Regions from separate parts of the Mus musculus genome. Here region 1 is linked to region 2. The links are chromatin contacts, called in public Hi-C maps. All regions are on one chromosome and are shown on one strand. The core of a region is the stretch at or near the end of the contact, and the rest is flanking DNA. Distances in the headings are between cores, read along the strand shown. Region 1 overlaps Pik3r1 (phosphoinositide-3-kinase regulatory subunit 1). Region 2 has its middle 6.7 kb from the start of Gm36475.

Region 1 (5,708 bases), core at 2,724-5,223, 170 kb after region 2:
ACTACAAACACCTCGTGGAGATTTGTCCCCCAAACTACCCACATAGGACTGGGATCCTTTGCTGCATATGGCCCTAAGATCTTCCCTCTCTCCTTGTTAGCTCAATACTTTCTGAGAACTTCAGAAGGCCTTTTCATTAGACACTGAAAACAGGCCCATGATTCGTAATGGATCCAGTAATGTAGGCAGATTAATCCAGTAATGACCTGCAGATGGGACAGGCTGAACTCAAAGGTAGCTTCTGGGCAGGTCCAGGTGTGGCATACACTGGTCGGGCAGCATAAAGCGAACCTCTCAGCTTTGTCTCCTCATCGTCCCAGTGATGCCTTATTAACACCGTCACTTAAAAAGTGGCCTTGTGTCAATGCCTGGTGGATCAGCTTGGAGAAACACATTAAGAAATGGCGACGTACATATGTCCTAGAGAGTGTACACACCCTAGAGAGCACAGCCTGCCACAACCTGATTCGCTATCTGCCTGCAAATCAAAAGGCTATTTTCCTTTCCTCCAGTTAAAACTGGATCTGCTTTTCAAGGCCCCTTTCGGGGTGTGCTCTTTCATGAACTTCTCCACTCATCTGATCACCCTAAAATGTCACCAACAGCACCTCTAAAGCTCTTTCTCTTGGGAGAAGTACACTCCCAGCTAGTATTTAGACACTGTGTCTTAACAGGCCTTATTTAAGTTGTGCCTCAGACATCAGCATTATCATTCCAAGTACTACCTGGTAACAGCCCAGAGACAATCTGCCCTGCAACAAATACTTCCTTGTAGTCCCCACTTAAGGATCCTTCAACGACTCCTTTCTGTTCAGAGCAGCAGTTTCTATTAAACGACTGGTTTATGAGCATTCATTTGAGATGTGCTGGAGGTGAGCTTCCAAAGCCCTCAGGGACTCTTTCGTGCTGGGCTAGCGACGAGGGCCTCTGGGAATGCACTGCATTCCCACTGGGGTCACACACACCCAAACCCTTGCCTGGGGGTGCCCTACCAATCACAGCACTGGAGCTATCCTAGAGCCCAAAGGTGACTCAGGACGGAGGCACCTTCTTTTACCCTCTTGTAGGTGGAGAGTGAAATGTTTGCACAGGTGAGAGACACTGAAGCATCCATTTGGTCCCACGGGGCCTATACAGTGCTCATCGTGGCTGAGAAATACCGCATGAAGTGAAAATGGCTCGCATAGGGCTTAAGAATTACTTGGATTTAATTCTTTTTCTCTTCTCTCTCTCTTTTGAAGAAGCCGCACAAGGACTGGGACAATCCAGTCCGTTCAAATCCGTCATTCCTCGGCCGAGCTGACGGAACTAATCCTCCTTTGAAATTAGTATACAAGCGTCTATGCAGGGCACTGTAGCCCTCTTCTGTGTATCAGCCGCAGTATGAAAATGGATACTGATGATACGTGCTTACTCTTATAAGTCAACCTTACAAAAGACATTTAATCCATTTGTATTAAACTACAGTGGTGAACTCCCCCCTCCCCAGACAAATAAGCCCTTAGTAATCAATTCATTTGTGAAAGTCCTGTCTGGCTTTGGGCTTCCATGTATATTCCCCAATGAGGCCAGAGAGTGCCATTAAGAAGACCATGATGACCAGCTCGTCAGATTCCCCACACCCGACTCGGCACCATCCCAAGCCCTTCAGGGCACACAAAGCTCAGCTGTGCCTCCTCTCCGACAAACAGCCAAAGGCAAGCAGGAGGAAGTGAACATTTGCAGCTCAGGCCTTTGGCTCAGGGCCTGAATATTCTTGGTGCCCCTCTTCCTTCCTAGCCTGTGTGGTGAGTCTCAGGGTAGGCAATCTCTATAGCTCACAGCCACATCCATGCCTCCACACTCTTTCTTCCCCGTTAAGGTCAAAAGCAGCTCCCAAGGATAACCCAACACTCCTGAATCCATTCTCTAGTAAACTCAGGATCATATGGGGTGATGCCCTTGGCCTCAAATCCCAAGCTAGGCTGAGGTTCCTTGATGCACTGTCTATAGCTCTGGGCACCCTGGTTAAATGCTGTCTGCTGTGGTTTGGAACTTTTGGAATATACCATTCATCCATCATCTCTAGGTACCATATTTTGAGCCAGTCCACAGAACCTCTTTCCAGGTCCTGCATCCTGGGTGCTCATCCATGTTTTGAGCCCAAGACCTGACCTCTCTCAAGCTGTCTCATCCAGATGCAAAGAGCCACAGCTGACCTTGCAATGACAGACAGAAACGCACGGTAGGATGCTCTGACCCCCTGGCTGCTCACACAGCGGTGCTAATCTTCGTGAGTTACCCATCACAGATAGAAGAAGCAGGGTACTCCATTGAAAAGCCTGGCACCGAGGAGGAGTACAAGCAGAACTTATCTCTTGGCCCTGCAACTATGCTCTCCTGCTAAGGGCTGACAATCAATCTAAAAGGCCAGCCCAGTAAGCTAACTGCTACTGGATCACAGGTTGTTTGAACTCTTTGGTCCAGGCTCTTCCTGCTTCCTGAACTTCCTGGACTTAAATGGCTAGCTGAAGGCCCACCTGCTTTTAGAATGGCATCTGGCTTGGTCTAAACAGCCCCAGCAGAACACTGCTTTCATACCGCCTGCGTTACTGAAAATGTTTATTTTGACAGACATTTCTTGGTATAGTCACTTCCAAAGCACACACTCCAAAATACTTTAAATTATATAGTAATTATAAATCCCCCTACTTTGTAAGATTTGGAAAAACAACAACAACAACAACAAAATGTCAACAGCTGCAACAAACTCCATAAATTTATTCAGCAGCCCGAAGCCTAAGTGGTGGAAGGCCCAGGGAGCTCTCTCTATTCTCATCTGAGACAAAAAGATGGAGACATGAAGGAATCTTGAGGTCAAGGCTAACCTCTGCTACAAAGTGAGCTCAAGGCCAGCCTGGACTACATGGTGAGACCTTGTATCAAGCTAGTAAATTAAATAAAAATAAAAAATAAAAAAGTAAAACCAAGGTAGCTTAAAACCTGCAAAACCCGACATATGACATTTCACAAATACCACCACTGTTATTTTTCCATGAACCATAAATTAGCATATTACTATGGATTGCAGAGATCTGTGTTAATTCCAAGGAGCTAGAAACCACCGATTTCAAGGTCCAAAAAAGCTGAGCCGGAAGTGAATGTCAAATGTTGCAGAGCCTTACCTGGTGCTGGCTGTCTCTCATTCCATTCCGTTGAGATTAAAATCTCTATCGCTTTTATGAGGTGTTCAGTATTATCAGAGCTGCAACAAAGAGCATTTTGTGAGAACCATCATTTCTAAAAGTAATTCTCTTTTCATTCATCTACATCCTATTGATGTGTGTGAAGTAAGTCCCCAGAAAACGTGCATCTGTGAGGCATCAATTTAGGGCCACTCATCAGCTCTCACCCATACCGTCCGAACCTTCTTTTCATCCTTCACTTACCTGGCGGCTGGAAATCTGAAAAGCACGGGGCTGAAAATCTCAGAGAGGACTCTTGCATTCAAAAGGTTTTTGCTGGAGGCTTGAGAGAGCTTGAAAAAATGCTTGAGCAAATACTGAAGCGTAAGCCAACACTGATGAGGTATATTAGGCAATCTAATGAGCTTCTTCAACAGCTGGATGCAGTCTTCAGGGCTCTGTAGTTCTGCAGGTTCAAAACAAAACAAAACAGGAAACAGAGTAAGGCTAGGTGTAGGTGCCGGTGAGCCAACGCTTTGACCATTTCTTCTCTCTCCCTTAGCTACACGAGGAGGTGCACACAGACATCTTCAGGAAAGGTACCTAGGACATTTGTCCTTCTTAGTAAGAAATGCATTGTGAGAAAGTAAAGTTCTCAGGTCAAATGAAATACAAGACAACTCTTTTTGTAAAAAAAAAAAAAAAAAAAAAAAAAAAAAACCCACAGACTGTTCTGGGTGTGCTCTCAGAAGCCTGGCCTCCATCAGGCAGCACCAAGCGTGATTGGCTACTTCCTCGGATCATCAGATAAGTAGCACAGGTTATACTTTGAAGGTCACGGACCACAATTTCCTGTCCCCAAAGCACTGAGCAGAGCCTCGGCTCCCGATGCTGAGTCTTCCACCCTCGACACATTTTGTTCTGGGTGTTCAGGGAAGAGGGCAAAAATATGCCCCATCGTGCACTCTAGTACTGGATCTCCGAATCCGGTGCTAGATGGCTGTGGCCTGCCTAGCTGCAGTGGTCTTTGCAGAGAGTGATCAAAAAGTTAACAGTTAGCCAGTTTCTCACTTGGGCAGGCTTCTGAGCAAACACAATAGGGTGTCTTCTATCAGATGCTGTGTGGTAAAGGAGATCTGGGGTGGCAGTTTAGTGTTTTCTCAACACCTCCTACTTATACAGGGCCGTTGGCGCCTCCTAGAGTGCCAAGTATACCTACATCCCAGTATCCATTCCGAGAGGTCTGAAAAGAGAGAACCAACCTTGGGCTAAAGACATCATCTCATTGTAAACAGCTACAGGAATGACAGGATTTGGTAAGTCGGCGAGATAGCGTTTGAAAGCATCTGCTAAGACGTGTACGTCGATCATCTCCAAGTCCACTGACGCGGCATCTGGAAGAGAAACAATGTAAGAAACCATGTAAGAGGCACTCAGACTTTCTGTTGGGCCAGTTTTCCAAGTGTGGGACTTAAACGAGACACAGGGAAGGGAGCGATGCAGAACAGAAGCATGGCACACTGACCACTGTTTCATTCCTGAAGTTGGGACAGAACAGCTTTTCCTCATGGAGTTCTGTCTCACAATCCGCCTTTAACTATCACGTTAATCCCATATGTCTTGGGGCAACAACAACAACAACAACAAAAATATGCCACTGTTACTGATCAGTTAATACTCTGCACTGCTAAGGTGGCATCCTCTCCATGCCTGTATTAAAAGTCAAAGGCCCAGTTTTCCAGAAAGAACACGGTTTAGAGAGAGATCCTGTAAGGGGTGATTTGATTAAACAAGGTTATTAGAGTGGACCCTAAGACCGCTAACTGGCATCATTATAAAAAAAAGACAAAGACACAGACACAGACACAGACACAGACACAGACACAGACACAGACACAGACACAGACACAGGGACTACGGGAACAGAGGAAAGGCCTCAGAAAGACACACTGAGAGGCGGCTGTTGGGGAGCCTAGAAAGGGAATCTCAAAGGAAGCGAACAAGGCCTAAACCTTCATCATCTTGGATTTCCAGCCTGTGAGGCTGTGCGAGAAATACATTTTATTCAGTTTTCTGGAGTGGTTCTGCTGTGGCTGAGGAGGCTCTGTCCTGGAAATAGCTCACCATACAATCAGCGTCTCCTCGAACCACTACAGGAAGAAGAGAAGCCCCAGGTTTTCCCAAATCTTTTTTTTTTTTTTTAAGATTTATTTATTTTATTTATATGAGTACACTGTAGCTGTCTTCAGACACACCAGAAGAGGGCATCAGATCCCATTACAGATGGTTGTTAGTCACCAGGTGGTTGCTGGGATTTGAACTCAGGACCTCTGGAAGAGCAGTTGGTGCTCTTGACCACTGAGCCATCTCTCCAGCCCTGGTTTTCCCAAATCTTAACTGATGAAGGCTGCGTGAAATATAACCCTAACAGAGTGATCAACCGAACATCTAGATACTACAGGCTTTTAGCAAACAAGTTCCAGATTACCTACAGAACAATTTGAATAGTCTCAGAAGAGCAAACCATTTCCAGATTACCTACTG
Region 2 (5,798 bases), core at 1,094-3,593:
TTTTATTCTTAGTTTTCTGTTTTTCCCTCTGTTAAGGGCTTGTATATTTGCCCTCTTCTTAGACCCTCAAAAGTAAAACCAAATAAACAAAACCCAAATCCAACAACTCTCTTTGGAACTACATATGAAAATAAGTTTTATCATTCCAAACCATCCTGCTTTGCACTTCCCAGAATCCTTTAAGAAAAAATGAACAGCTTGGTAGATGAAATGCAAGTTCAGAAAGTCATTCTCGCCATGCCGTAAATGCATGCATATTATTATAAGGCGATGAGTCATTACTTGTTCCTGTAGAATTTTTTAACTGGGGCTTTAAAAAAAAAAAGGTTAATAGAGGGTGGTTAAAGTTGCCAAGTTGAGAAATCCAGAGAACAAAGAACTTTTCTTCTAGGGATAGGTAGGAGTCAGCAAGTTTAAAGCAACCAAGAACCTTCAAACCCATCAGTTTGTAGATGAGAAAGAAAAAGGTTAAACAGAGACACCAACAATAAACATTTACAGAACATGATTAGGACTGGATACTCATCCAGTGGTTTGCATGTAGTACTTAATCCTTAAAGCAACCCCAGAGCTAGGTGCATTATTGATGACATGTTAAAGCATATCAAAGATAAGGAAATTGAAGACGAGGGAGAGCAAGCCATTTGCTCAAGGATACACAGCCTGTTCCCTCTCCTGAGCTGCCTTGATGAGGAGAATGGTTGACTGAATCATTTATGAAGCCACGTAGCATTTTCTGAATACTTGTTAAGTGTCAAGTGTGTGCTTGGTGCTGGGGACACCAAGGCATGTGAGCCAGTTGTGGTGTCCTCTTTGTGGCATGTGCAGAGCATCAGGGAGAGATGTATGCCAACTGCCACAGGAGAGTAATTACAAAGTGGGATCTTTGGGTCTCAATGTAGAATACAGGTCTGTGAGCCAGGTATCTTTTTTTAGTCATAGGATTGAAGGTGGTTTTTCAGAAGTTGAACCCATTGCCCTGAGACCTGAGAGGTTAGGATGCTAACTAGAAGAGGTAGGGGAGTGTAAAGATGGTTCTGTTTGGGAAACTCAAGGGTAAGTACCCTGGGCCAGAGCATAAGAGTGGGGTAGGGATGGGCAGCAGTGGAAAGAAAGGGCAGATAGTCAGACCTTTTGTGCAGAACACTTGCACTTCATTTCTGTAGCGTAAGGATAACTGCTTTGGGGATTACCTTACAAACGTTTGCTAGTGACACTCTAGCTATCTAACATTACATCCCTTGGCAAATGTCTGGAGCAGCCTGGGTCTCCTAGTTCTACAGTTCCTTTGGTGGGCCCTCTGGAACCTTGGGCATCTTCCTCTGGTTCCTTTTTTGGTCACTTTCTTAATTCAAAACTACAGCAAGCTCTTTCAAAGTACAGACTGTCTTTTCTCAATATTCTTGCTCAGTTCCCCTAAATGTCCAAATCGTACCTTCTACACTGGTACCATTTGGTAGATCACTAATGTTCCTAGCACCATTTTTTTTTAAAGATAGTAGCCAAACATTTGGTTGTATATCCTGTTCACTGGTGGTATTTTCGAATTGTGTCTACTCATTTGTGCTTATTTTGGAATAGTGTCTCCCTCTTTCCAATGTGTTTTTACTAACAGCATGGAAACATCTCTGCTATTACTTTCTCACTTGAGCTGGTAGGATGCTGCCCATTGCCACTGTGCCCACTAATAAAAGCCATCCCTCATGCCTGGCCTGGCTTCTGAGAACCCCACTAGAACTTCTTGCTTCAGCTAAAAGCACTATGAAGCCAATTAAAATAAATAGCCAATCTGAACACATGTAACATTTAAGTTATCTCTACCGTAGTGGAAAGGAATTCAGACCTTGTGCACATTTAACTCATTTACTTTTCAAACACACTGCAACATCTTAAAGGAATACACATGCCCACTAGCATCATCCAGCCTAATGGGAGAGATGTTACTTGGGGAAGAAAAAAATAGATAAATCTGATGGCAGCATGATTGGCTCTTATGAGTGGGTTTCTAAGTTCTATAATGGATAACAGGGGCAGTTGGCTTGGGTTGAGTGGTTACTTATCAGGATTTGTGCTACTGGTCTCCAGTATATAAATTACTACTGGCTTGTTGTGGTAGAGAATGAAGGAAAACTCCTTCTGTAAGGAGGCATGCAGCTCTCCTTGATTTATTACATGTGGTAACACTCAGCTGACTAATGAGAAGGATCAAACTGCTCTCTGACACGGCATCAGCTTTGGCCTAACTCAGAAACACTGGATCTCAGTTTGTACAGTGGGGTGTATTACTCAGCTGTAAGGAAAGATACGTGATAGTTAGAGGGAAGAGGTTTTTGTGCTCCTGTCCCTGTGGTAAACTTTGAAGTGGTTTGTCAAGTAATATTTCAGGCTCTGCAGCCTCACACCAGGTGTGAAGCCAGGGGTAACGGCTTTGTTAAGTTTTCTCAAAGCCGGTTCAAGGACTTTGAACAAGTACAAAGTGTGTGATGTTTGGGGATTGCCTGCATTGTTACGGATTTAAAAAAAAAAAAAGATTCATACCCCCTGAGAAACATCTACTTCCGGACAGAAAGAGGTAAAAAATAGGTCAGTATGTCAAAAAAGAGCCTAGGAATATAGGGAAACCCCAGCAAGACCTATCCAGAGGCAGGCAGCTAGGACACCCTGGTAGTCAGAAGGTGTTGCCTGCGTTCTGCTTGCAGATGTTGGTCTGCCCAATGGACAGTGGGCAGTGTCACAGAGATCCTGGGATACTGTGATTCTTTCATCCTGTTCCTTAAAGGGTCCTGTGGGTCTTCACCTGGAAGACTGGACACTCGTAGAGAAGAGCAATAGTGACCATTGTATACAGTGAAGTGGAACTGAGAGAAGTTTCATCAGATGGTGAGTCTCCCAGAGCCAGTTATGTGAGGTATGTAATTAAGATTATAATGAAGCCATCTTAAAATCACATTGCCCTCCCACTTAGCAACTTCCTTTAAAGAAAGAGAGAAAGAAAGAACGAGAGAGAGGGAAGGAGGGAAGGAAGGCAGGACGGAAGAAGGGAGGGAGGGAGGAAGGGAGGAAGGAAGGGAGGGAGGGAAGGAAGGGAGGAGGGAGGGAGGGAAGGAAGGAAGGGAGGGAGGGAGGGAGGGAGGGAGGGAGGGAGGGAGGGAGGGAGGGAAGGAAGGAAGGAAGGAAGGAAGGAAGGGAGAGAGAGAGGAGAGGAGAGGGCGGGCGGGCGGGCGGGAAGGAAGGAAGGAAGGAAGGAAGGAAGGAAGGAAGGAAGGAAGGAAGGAAGGAAGGAAGAAACCATGGAATCCAGCCAGACATGCTATTAGACCACCATTTGAAGAGACCAGAGCTAAGTGACAGGAGAGCTGTTATGGCCCCTACACCCCAACCACATCTTTCTTTGAACACACAGTTTACAACACAGATAATTGTTGCCGGAGAGTCACGTCCTGTGACCATCCAGTCACTTTTCTGAATTTGTTAAACACACCCCTCTGCCTCTGGTACTGGAGCAGAGTGGACATGCAGTATTAGGACGGGGAAAACAAAGTGGAATTTTAGGGTAGGACAGCCATTGAATTTGGTGATGCCCAGGCCCAGGAAACAAGATGACTCCCACATCCAGCCTGCATCCAGAGAACTGGTCCCTAAACTCCATCCTTATTCCTCTTGAGCTATACAACTTCCTACCTTGCTTCTTTTCTCTTCCCAAATGAAGGAAAGGGGGGTGGGAAGCAGAGAAAATGTGAAAGTGGACTTTCCACTCATTAAAGTGGTAAGCTATGTCATTCCGTGAAGGAGAGAGAGAAAAAGCATCTACATTGGAAGGGGCTTCACCCCGCCCATCCACCACACTAACTGCGCATGCTCAATGAGCTCCTGCTCTTCATCCTTTCTCTTCAACTCCCTGACACCCAGCTCCCAAGGGCCATAGCAAATGAATAGTATCCAGTGTCTTCCCGACGGTCACAGTTCTGCCCAGCGTGGAGTGTCTGACTTCCATTCTGCTATAGAACAGCTGGAGGTTTCAGGCAGCAAACAAAGAGCTCTCCAGCCAAGGTAGAAATAAAGATAACTATTTTATTATTCAGCACATGCAGATAGCTAGCCACAGAGACTTACAAAAGGCACGGTGAAATCCCACATGTTTTATAAACCAGCATGCGAGAAATAACAAGCAAACAGCTCCAGTCTCCTCAGGAGACAAACAGTTCTAGCTCAAGATAGGATCCCAGACTCCTTCCAGGGAGGCACGGTAGCATTTGGAGGGGTCATAACCTTCGAGATTTCTATGTTGTAGAACCAGAGGTTGAGCTTATCCGGGCAGCCCAGAAGGCAGCATTTAAATTCCAAAAGATTAGAGCAAGGACTCTGGCCCCTTATGCCCTCAAGCAGACTTAGTACTAATAACAGGAACACCAGGAGTCTCTTGGGCAAACCATCCATCTCCAAAATGCCCTTCTCACAGTGAAAGGCTAACCCCATCCATTTCTGACCTCCAGTCCTGGGGGGGACTCGCTACCCCACATAGTTTTTTTCCTTCAGTGCCACCACACACTGAGTATTTTTATGTGGGCATGGCAGGAGGTTGGAAGTGAAGTTTTCTTAAGGGACACCTTTTAGCAGCATCTGCCATAGTCCAGATGCTCACTCTGGGGAGGTCAGGGTCTCAACAAGCCAAAGGAAAGCAGTCTGTTCATTAAAGGAGCTCACACAAATGACAATGAATGGCAGTCTCCTAAAGCCACCTAGGGGGATGGGTAGCAAGGATTCCTTTCTCATTCCAGAGTCTCTAGTTCATGACCTAAATCATTTCTGGGGGCTGCATTGGGAAGGGAGGAGGGAGAGGCCTGTCTCCTCCACTTGCTTGACATCAATTCTCAACACCCAGCCAGTGCACCTACACTTTAGTTTGATGCTTGCGGTGCTCATTTAAAATGCACAGCTCTGACCTTCTTCTCTTGCTCAACCAATTGGGAATGCAGCCAAAGAATATGCATTTTTACAAAGTGTCCCCTAGTAATTCTGAAGTCAGTGTCATTCAGACCGACTGACCTACCCAACCGCTATATAGGAGCCTATTTGCCTAGGCAGGGACTCCTGGAAGGTAGAGTTATCTGTGCCCATAGTAACCTAGGCTCTTTTAAGTTGTGGACCTTAGAAAGGTTTCTGGGAGTGTATTTTGGGCTCTGCAAATATGATTCTAGGACTATTTATTAGTTCTAAGATATGTCTTAGGAAATGGGATGTGTTAGAAAACTGAATTAAACTCTTCAGCAAGTAGTTTTTGTTGTTTTGTTTTTGTTTGTTTGTTTGTTTTTAATAAAGTTTCTCTAGCACTTATGTTAGCTCAGAGATGCTTCAAGCTGTCACTTTCTCTCTCCACCAAAGATCAGGCTATGTCCTCTGTAGATCCCTGGATCGAGTTGATAAGCAAGCCTCCTTTTAGCTTACAGTCTTCCTTCCTTTTGTAGATATAAGCCCAACCCTGATACCTAGGCCCAGGAAAATCTTGAATTATAACATTACTTTTATCTAGTAAATTTCTATTTTGTGACTTGGCATATACACTTGATCCTGTGATATGGACAAAACCTATAATAGCAATGGACTGCCTTTGTCCTTCAGAACTGAATGGTCTGTCTCTTCCTGAAGGGCCCATGTCATGCTATCCATGACATCTGTCTCTCCTAATGAAGCTCTTCTTCAGACCTGAAGGCCTGTTCCTTTCCTTCAGGGTCCCACTATCACTGCTATGACAATGATGGTGTAACTCTCCTAATGGGATCTTCATAAAGGCGATTCTT

Evidence for each region. A called contact is a pair of places that touch in the nucleus more often than the background predicts.
Region 1: a contact with region 2 is called in a Hi-C map of double positive thymocytes, with 4 times the contacts expected there. The contact joins two enhancer-like sites. A contact is called at or near these places in 1 of 39 promoter capture datasets (macrophages), 1 of 15 datasets of contacts at CTCF or cohesin (CD8 T cells), 46 of 484 Hi-C or Micro-C datasets (CD4 T cells, CD8 T cells, CD8 central memory T cells and 28 more), 16 of 115 datasets of contacts at active chromatin or transcription factors (CD8 T cells, the HPC-7 cell line, T-cell acute lymphoblastic leukemia and 12 more) and 5 of 9 other capture datasets (adipose tissue, bone marrow-derived macrophages, embryonic stem cells and 2 more).

Annotation. Positions count from the first base shown.
Region 1 is chr13:101,698,283-101,703,990 of GRCm38.p6, forward strand. Pik3r1 (phosphoinositide-3-kinase regulatory subunit 1) reads right to left here. Exons shown (of 16, transcript NM_001077495.2): 5 at 4,427-4,558; 6 at 3,429-3,630; 7 at 3,165-3,244. Among named protein-coding and RNA genes, the nearest start is that of Pik3r1, 67 kb to the right of the region's middle. Within about 2 kb of position 3,974, at least 44 of the 459 cell types and tissues checked have an H3K27ac peak or open chromatin away from gene starts, as enhancers often do. A contact at or near this core is called in CD8 T cells, CD8 central memory T cells, DN2 thymocytes and 8 more, where this site is marked.
Region 2 is chr13:101,530,803-101,536,600 of GRCm38.p6, forward strand. No RefSeq gene overlaps it. Among named protein-coding and RNA genes, the nearest start is that of Gm36475, 6.7 kb to the right of the region's middle. Within about 2 kb of position 2,344, at least 42 of the 459 cell types and tissues checked have an H3K27ac peak or open chromatin away from gene starts, as enhancers often do. A contact at or near this core is called in CD8 T cells, CD8 central memory T cells, DN2 thymocytes and 8 more, where this site is marked.